Regions from separate parts of the Mus musculus genome. Here region 2 is linked to region 1. The links are chromatin contacts, called in public promoter capture Hi-C maps. All regions are on one chromosome and are shown on one strand. The core of a region is the stretch at or near the end of the contact, and the rest is flanking DNA. Distances in the headings are between cores, read along the strand shown. Region 1 holds the start of Ptprh (protein tyrosine phosphatase, receptor type, H). Region 2 holds the start of Ppp6r1 (protein phosphatase 6, regulatory subunit 1).

Region 1 (4,551 bases), core at 1,056-3,555:
GGATGTCATTCCATTTTGCTTGGATCGTGAAATCTGCCACCTTAAGAGACTGTCAGCTCTTAAACTTATCTCTTCTAAAGAAAGAAAGAATCCAAAAGAGTCAGGCTCTCACCTGCGGTGGTTACAGGAATCTGTGGGGAGCTGCTGACGCCATCTTTCTCTACCCACATGGAAAACTCGTATGAAGAAGCAGGAGCATGCCTGTCCACTGTGACACTGGTACCTGTTGTGTTTTGAATATTATTGCTGCTACCATCTCCAGGCCATTGGACCCAGTTGGTCAAGTTCTGAGGGTCAGTGCCATCAGGGACCTCCCACCTCAGGGTGATGGAGGTGTTGGTCTGAGTCTCTGCCCTCGGGTTTCTCAATGGGCTTGGAGCTGAGAATTACAGCGGGGCTTCCAGATTAGAAAAGCATAGATCATTCATTATTCTCCCTCCCACCACCTTGTGCTCCACCACCACCACCACCACCCAGCTCCAACCTGAGAAACTGCCCTTATCCCTGGCCCACTGTGAACCATAAGATTCAGGGGAACTAGGATCTCATCTTTTGTCAAGGACAAGGTTAAAGGTAGGGCTACTCACCAGCTGCCCTGACCACAGAACAACCATACAAACCCTAGAGAAAAAACCAGGTAGGCAAGAATTAGCTCAGGTAAGGTGAGACTCGGGAGGTGGAGCTAGCAGGACTGACTGAGACTCTCTTGATTGATCTCTGTCCTTTCCTTAAACTTTGACCAAGGAGAGGAGGATGGGGATGGGGTATGATAAAGATCACCCCAACGCTGGTGCTCTGTTCAGTTGGGAGGACGGTCATGCATGGCATAAGTGGAATTCCAGGGAATCAGAGCCAAAGTTGGTTCCCTGATAAGGGCAAGAGATAAGAGGAGCAGTTTCACTTTCTGAAAAATACAACCAGAGGCATTGGGGGAAGGAAGCAATGGGCCAAGAGGGAAGACAAGAGGCAAAGAAAATGGGCTGAAGGAGGTGGGCCAGAGCTGGACACCTTGGGTTTGTGGGAAGAGAGTTAGGGCTTGGGCCTCTGGGTCTGCGGGAGGAGGGCTGGGCTTTGCATATGAGCAGCCTGGTCCCATGTTTACTCTCATACCAGACACCAGTATACGAAAGCTTGTCTATATTCCTCGAAATGCAGAGTGTTCTTTTTTTCTCCAGGTAATGGCCTTCCCTGGCTTCTTCAAGTCTCTGGCTGAGAGACCTTCCTCCCATATCTCTGGGAATGTAGATTCTAGCCTTTTCTCTCCTTCCCTCCTTCCCTTGGACCCCAGCTCAGCCCTGAGCAGAGAACTTACCAATAGCACCAAGCTCCTCCAAACCCCACAGTTCCCACCAGCTCTGGCCATATGTCCCGATACTGCGCAGGGGATGCAGGAGTCCCGGCTCTGCAACCTCTACTGGATGGACTTTCGACTTAAGATTTTCCTTTTGCCAGCCCATTGGTGAGGCCAGAGGCTGAGGCTGCAATGGGCGGAGGAGGAAGTAAGAGCTGTAAGCCTGAGAACCCAGTTGGGCCCTGCCCTGTCTCTTAGCCTCCTTCCTTTCCTTCTCGGCCCCCCACACAGACATTCTGGACATCTTCTTCTGTCCAGTCTGGAATCCTCAGTCTCAGCACACTCCATTTTGTACCACAGAAGCTTCATCTCCACTTAGGTACCTTCAGATCCCCTAGGTAGGCAGAGGTCAGCTCCCATTGTGTGTGAATGTGCCATGCAGATTTCCAAATGTAAATAGAGCCAAATGTCCATCTGGCTGTCCAGTCTTAGGGAATGCGGACACATCATAGCCAACCCATAGCCAGGTGTGGTGACTCACACCTGTAATACTTAAGGGGAAGCTGAGGCAGGATTACTATAAATTACAAGCTAGAATCAGCTCCTGTCTTAAACACACATATAAGCACATATACACTTTGACACAAGTGTACGTGCACACTTATTTTGCATGCATAAATGCATACACATGTACACACACACACACACACGCACACACACACACACACACGCACAGGCATACGCACACACACACAGGTACCCTGAAAACGGTATCTCCTCATATCCTACTGGAGCACTTGAGTTGACGGGGGCTCTGTATTCTGTTTCCTTTTCCTGTCTCCCGTAGACCTTTGCAGCTCCATCAGGTGACGCCTGCATGTTCCTCAACCCGTGGCCTTTGTATATTTTCTCTGTAGCACAGATGCAGTCTCCCACTGCCCTCTAGCAAGGCCTCTCTCCTGTTCTTTCCCTGAGATTCAGCTCAGGCAGGGTCCACACCAGGCAGCCCTGAGTTGTAGTCTATCCTGGTAGACTATTTACATTTGCATATCTCCCTTGTCACGGGGCGTTTCTGTGACCTTAAAAAGGGTGACTTCAATCCATGGTGACTCAGATTTCTCCTCTATGAAAAATGGTCACAGCTACCGGTAAACAAGCTTCGAAGAATGAGAGAAATGGTTGTCTGAAAAACCTTACCAGGGTGTGGTGTTTCATGCTTGTTATCACTGCATTTAAGGAGCTGAGGCAGAAGGTTGATAAATTCCATATCAAAGCAAGGTGTGTAATCACACCTGTAATCCCAATAGTGAGGAAGACTAAGAGTCAGAGTCCAGCCTGGGTGATGTATGGCCCTGACTTATACCCTAGGCTGGCTCAAACTCTCCATGCTCTTCACTGAACTTCCTCTCTTCCTGCCTCTGCCTCCAGGGATCTGGGATTCTAAGCAACTGTAACCAAGGGCTTTTCCACCCACACCCCAGTTCCTGAATAATGACTTGAAGGCTTATTATTTATTTATGAATGAATGCCTACGTTATTAGCTAGGCTTGTTCCTTAACTAGTTTGTAACTTAAATTAACCCTTTTATACTATTCTATGTCTGCCATATGGCTGGTTACCTCTCCTCATATACTTGAGTCTGGATGGGGAATCTTCCCATTTGACTGTTTCCCAGGGCCTTGTGCATTCTACCTAACAGAATTTTATTCCCTGATATAATTTTCATTTAGTTTTTGAGACAGGGTCTCACTTTGTACCTCTGTCTAGCCCTGAAACTCACTACGTAGACTAGGCTGGCCTTGAACTTACAAAGATCTACACTTGCCTCTACTTCAGTATTTTTTTTCCCCTAGAGTGTTAAGAATGAAGGCCAAACCACACCAGGCTGTTGTATTTCTTGAGACTTCATCTCAGATAGCTCAGGATGGCCTTGAAAGATCATGAATGCCTAATTGACTCCCTCCAGGTGCCACTGTGACAGGAGTAGACACTGTCTTTCCTAACCCTGTCCCAGAAGGCACACACCTACCACTAATACCTTTCCCTCTCCAGCACTGGAAGGCACAGCTTGAAAGTGTAAGAAGTAGGAAGTGAGAGTCACGGGTGCCCATCTTGGATGGTGTCATCCATTATGACATATTGGTTCACAATAAATGTTTGCCCTTTTTCGTCATTCTCACAATCTCCCTTTAATCAAGGAGAGTTACAAGGGGGAAGGGTGGGGAGGGAATTACCACTTATTGCCCCATGCTGAAAACATCTCAGGACATTGTTCCTGAGTCAGAGGAGGAAGGAATCAAGCTCAGGGGGTCATAATCAAGTGTTGCACTTTGGCCTCCAGGACAGATGTCACTTCCTAACCTGCACTTCCACCCTACCCCATCCCAACTCTCCTCTCTTCTACAGCTCCTGGGATATGAGGATACAGTTATCTGCATAGCTAACCCAACAAGGCATTCCTGATTGTTCCACCATTAAGAGGTGAGGCCAGCCTGGTGTACATAGCCAGTTCCAGTCCAGCCTGGGCTATATGGTGAGGACCTGTCTCAAAAAATAAAAAAGGAATATTAATTATTGCAGTACATCCAAGCCCTACAGCTGTAATCTCACCTCTTGAGAGCCTGAACCTTACCTCAAAGAATGCTTTTTCACTACCTAGGTACGTGATAAATGGCTATGATGATGGGCGCGCCTGTGAACCGATGTGAAGAGGACAGAGCTTCACACGAGTTATCTTCCTGCACTGCTCTCAGACATGTATACTTTTCTTGCTTTCTTTTACTCTTCAAGACAAGGTTTCTCTGTGTAGCCCTGCCTGTACTGGAACTCGCTCTGCAGACAAGGCTGGCATTGAACTCAGAGATCTTCTTGCCTCTACCTCCTGAATGCTGGGATCAAAGGCGTGCGCCACTACACTTGGCTCCACCTTATAGATTGAGATAGGGTTTCTCACTGAACCTGGCTGGAATTCACCAACAGGCTAAACAAGCTGGACAGTGAACTTCAGGATCTTCCTGTCTCTTCCCCACCCATCTCAGGTTATATATATATATATATATATATATATGTATATATATATATATAGTCTCTCCCCCACCCATCTCACTCACACTCACACACACACACACACACACACACACACACACACCCCTTCTCTGGTGTTGTCTGGATTCTGAATGGCTAAAGAATCCTGTGCCCATGCAGGGGCAAAGCACATCTTATATAAGATGTACACACACACACACACACACACCCCTTCT
Region 2 (4,551 bases), core at 906-3,405, 55 kb after region 1:
GAATTTGGGCAAAATGATTTGCATTAGGCAAAGGTTACCAGGAAAATAAATAACAAAAAACCCACAGGAGAAACATTTCAAAGAGCACAAGATAACTCCAAGTGCATGTGGCAGAACACAGCAAGTGCTCTCGTGTGAACTGTCCACATTAGCTGTGCAGAATGCACATAGAAACAACTCATACTGTGTTGTTGAAGCAATCCAGTCCCTGCAACACTGGCCTTGAGTCTGACAGAACTTCTCCTTTAAGATGGAAGCAACTCTGTGGCAGTTTTACAACCCTCAACCCAGTACCACATTTGTCATACAGTGCAGCTTCCTTTCCAGAAACATCTTGCCTCCAGGTAATACATCCTCAGTACAATTGCCTCAGTATATAAGGAGTGGTCAAGACCATAACTCCCTTGGACTGGCAACATAAACATTAATCCCAGGTACTTAGAAAACTGAGATTAGACGATTGTGCGTCAATAGCCCACCAGCTCTTCAGAGTTCAAAGCAAGCCTAAAAAAATTTGCAAGATACTGCCTCATAGTTTAAAAGCAATAGGAGAGGCTCAGGCTATGTGTAGCTCAGTCGGTGGTAGAATGCTTGCTCCGTGGCAGGAAAACTGGGAGTTGAGCCCTAGTACCACCACCGAAGGGAGGGGGGAAAAGGACTACCAACCAGGTCACTTAAGGCCCTGGACAGCAGCTCCAGCCAAGCCATTCCACCCTTGCCCTCTTAACACTTCAACCCACTCCATCCTGGCTCCCTCAGTGTTCCCACCTTCACATATTTGCACGCGGTGTTTCTTCCACCTGGAAAGCTCTTCTTCCCACTCTCCATCTGTTAACTCCCACTCAGCCTTCCTCGACAGAAAAGTCACCCATCCGGCCGGTCTCACCAGTCTCTCCCACTCTGCGGCCTGCTGCCACAGCACCCTGGGTTACCACCATCACAACACACAGTAATTGTGACTGTCCAGCTCTGCCTTTGGCTCCCTGAGTAGATAAAAGTACCAGGGACTTCCACTGACCACTCCCTCCTGGACCCAGCAACCAAGTTCTGCCCTCAATGGGCCTCATCTCACAGAATACCCAGTAGCGCACCAAACAGTGGTTCCAAAGTGCCTCCTCACCACAGGAAACTAGGGACAAACAGGGACAGGACAGCCACAGCCAAGGCGAAGGAAAAGACCTGTTTAACCTTGCCTTCCTGAGCAGAGGGTGAGAAACAAAAAGGTCAAGAGTCCACGAAGGCTGGTGAGAGTGAAAAGAGTAGGTAGACACAGAGGTGAGCACAAAAGAGCAGGCAAGAGGAAGGAAAGAGAAAGGCACCCTAGAGGAGGAAGACTACGACAGGGGGGACAGGGGAGTGGGCCCAAATCCCAAGAGAGCTGAGTCAGAATGATAGGTGGAGGTGATGTAGATCCCAGTGGGAAGAGATGGGGGCTGGGGGCTGCGGGGAGAAGAGTCTAAGAGACTTAGAGAGGGTCCCCAATAGACGAGGAAGACGGGCTGGGAATGACAGCGAAGTAGACACAGGCCCGGCGACAGGAAATAGACTTGATGATACTGGCAAGTGGCTAAAAGACTTAGGGAGTGAAAGGGAGGATACTAAGAGACTCAGGGGCGCTCAGGGAGATTTGAGGAAAAGACTCCGGATTAGAAGGCGCACGCCCGGGAAGGCAGCTGCGGGGCTCACCTGCGCGGGGGGGCGGCGGCTCCTCGCACTCGGGGCTCATCGGGGCGCCCCTGCCGCCCCGCCGCCGGCGGCTCCGGCCCTGTCGAGGGGCCGGCTAAGAGGGGCGGGGGCGGCGCCGGTGGGCTCGCGCAGGCGCCCGGGCCGGAGCTCGCGAACCCGCGCAAGCGCCCTCCAGTCACAGGGAATCCCCTGCCTCACCACCGAGCTTCGACGAGTTCGGGTCGTCGCGAAAAAGTAGGCGCACTCGTTCCACCGCAGAGCTCCGTGGCCGACGCGAGGCCCGCGCAGGCGCCTCCGAAGCAGGGCGACGGGGGAAGTCGCCGCGGGTTACACACTGACACGCCGGCACCCGCGGGACAGGAAAAAGAAGCCTCCGCAGCCCGACGGGTGCAGAATTGCACCGAGAGCCGACGCCCGTCCCCTCGGCTTTACTGTCACCCGAAGCGGCTGGGTCTCCCCGGCCCCAGCCGTCCACCTTAAGGCCTCCGACGCAGGGCTACCTCCGCCACTGTCCCACAATGCCCCGAGCGCGGGAGGACGCAAGAAGACAGGCTCCGCCCTCTCGTGGTCGCTCTCCGTGCGCAGGTGCGCGAGAGGCCGCTAGGTCGGCCTGGCGAGGCGCGTGCGCGGTGAGCGCTGGCGCCCAGAACCCGCCCACTCCGGAACTCCGCGGCTGTCCGTGCCCACGGTTGCCAATGTTCTCTCCCTGAATAAACCTAGAGGGCCCAGTGCGCAGGCGCTGCTGCAGCCAGAACCCCGTTTTCTGTGACTACATTCCAAAATCCGCTGAATATTCGGTTCTAGGATCTTTCGCCCTGAAAGCTACCTTCGGAAATCCGATTGTTATTCCGACTCCTTCAACCATATTTCTTTGACTCGAGTCAACTCCTAAGAAATCCATTCCAACTTTTCGTCCTCACGCGAAGCTGGTTGCTTTTGTTCAGTCGGGTTCGTCCCGGATGCCTAAGCGTCTGCCGAGGTTTTCTGGCTGACCTCCTACTCAGGCATTTGCCCAAGCCGCGTCTACTGTTGCCAGTTGCTGCACAAAGCCTCCTCTTGTAACAACCGGGAGGAACCCCTTAACGCCGGGATTCAGTCACTAAAGGGCCTTTTCTAGCGCTGAGCCTCGGTTTACCCCAACTTTCATCCCCTGCTCCTTCGTGCCCGTTTTAGAGGTCAGCTGTAAGGACTAGATAAATGCATGTAAGAAACATTAGTTTTCCTTTTTTAAAACAGCAGATTAGGACTTTATATTTCGGGGACATTTCACGTCAGTCATTATTTTGACTTTCAAGGGATGTAGATATTTTTCTCCACCCCTTCTCAAATGGCTTTAATGGACTTGCACAGATTAACACCTGTCAGTAATTTTTTTCGTCTTGTCTCTCCTGGGCTGTGCTGCTTTTAATTTTTGTTCGATCTTGTATCAACTGAGTTCTGTGTAAGAGAGCACCTTCATATTAAAAGTGAACACTAGCTCTGCTCCCTGTCTCCTTTAAGTTCAGCCTGCCCCCCCCCCCCACCCCACCCCCAATTCCAGGATGGGTCTTCTCTCCCCAGTTAGACCTTTCTGGAAACTCATACACACACTGGAGATGTGTTTCCATGGTGATTCTAAATCCTGCCAACTTGGCAATGAAGATTAACTTTCACACAAAACTTCAAGGATGTCGAGCTGGCTTCATGGGCAAAGGTGGCTGCTGTGCAAGCCCATAACCTGGCTCAACTTAAAATTCGATCCCAATACCCACATGGGAGAAAGGGAGAATCAATGCCCCACACTGTCCTCTAACCTCCATTCACAGGCCATGCCCCTCTTTATACACTCAAATATGTTTTTAAAAGTACGTGTGTGTGTGTGTGTGTGTGTGTGTTAAAGAACAGATGGTCCCAGCACAACACAGCAAGAAAAGACAGCAGCTCTGAGGTAAGAGCAACACTTATTATACCTTTAGTGACCATCTCCCCAAATCCTCTAAGCTCAGCCCCTCCTTCCTTCCATAAGAACCTTCCAAAAAACAATGCAAGACAGCATAAGGGAGCAGGAGAAATGTTTTTATTTGAAGAGCAGTGTGGACATGAGAAGAAAGGATGACAGAAAGCAAGGGAGGGGATCAAGGGGCCAGCACCTTTCTCAGCAACCCCTCCAGGGGGCTACCCAGAGATGGGCTGGCAGGCCCAGGCCCAGGCCCAAACAAGGCCTGGCAATCCCTTAAGAGAGAGTGCCTGGGAAGGAGGGAGGCAGGAGGCCTGGGGTTCCCACGGAGAGAAAGCAAGGAGCCACCTGGTCTCAGCGATCCATGCTGTCGTCGGTAGGGCTAGAGAAACAGGTCTGTAACAGCTTTTCACAGAACTCCAGCTCCTCCTGGATCAGGGTGAGAGGAGTCCTGAGCGCGGGCAGACCTGCCTGCCATACATTCAGCAGGCAGAACACTCTCCTGTATTTCTAAACTACCTGCCACCTTCCCACTCCGGACGCCCAGCCTTTCCCAAGGACCACTGCGCCAATCATGATCACTTGCCCTGCTCATGGGTTTCTGAACTCCACACATAGAGTCTTGCGGCCTCCCAGACTGGTCAGTCTTCACATCAGCCCCCTAAGTTCAATCCCCACAACCCACTGATTGAAGGGAAGAACTGACTCCTACACATTTTCCTGTGACCTCCACCTGGGCACCATGGCACACATGAGCCCCCACCCCCAGTAATTAGATTTTTTTTTTTAAGTTCCATTTTTATGGGTATGGAGAAGGGTGTGTGTGCGTGTGTGTGTGCGTGTGTGTGTGAAGACAAGAGGGCCCCAGAAGCCATCCACCTTGTGTGTGTGTGTGTGTGTGTGTGTGTGTGCACGTGCACGCATATGTG

What was found. Promoter capture Hi-C pulls out the DNA fragments that hold promoters and counts their contacts.
Region 2: a promoter capture Hi-C map of macrophages shows a contact between it and region 1, with 6 read pairs. The contact joins the promoter of Ppp6r1 here to the promoter of Ptprh in region 1. A contact is called at or near these places in 8 of 39 promoter capture datasets (embryonic stem cells, epiblast stem cells, liver and 2 more), 3 of 115 datasets of contacts at active chromatin or transcription factors (the SCID.adh cell line and embryonic stem cells) and 3 of 9 other capture datasets (adipose tissue, liver and pancreatic islet).

The regions. Positions count from the first base shown.
Region 1 is chr7:4,601,736-4,606,286 of GRCm38.p6, forward strand. Ptprh (protein tyrosine phosphatase, receptor type, H) reads right to left here and starts at 2,306. Exons shown (of 20, transcript NM_207270.2): 1 at 2,052-2,306; 2 at 1,313-1,478; 3 at 588-621; 4 at 113-223. The coding sequence starts at 1,363.
Region 2 is chr7:4,656,795-4,661,345 of GRCm38.p6, forward strand. It overlaps Ppp6r1 (protein phosphatase 6, regulatory subunit 1), which reads right to left and starts at 2,156. Exons shown (of 24, transcript NM_172894.2): 1 at 1,687-2,156. Hspbp1 (HSPA (heat shock 70kDa) binding protein, cytoplasmic cochaperone 1) reads right to left here. Exons shown (of 8, transcript NM_001360629.1): 8 at 3,722-4,051. The coding sequence ends at 3,977.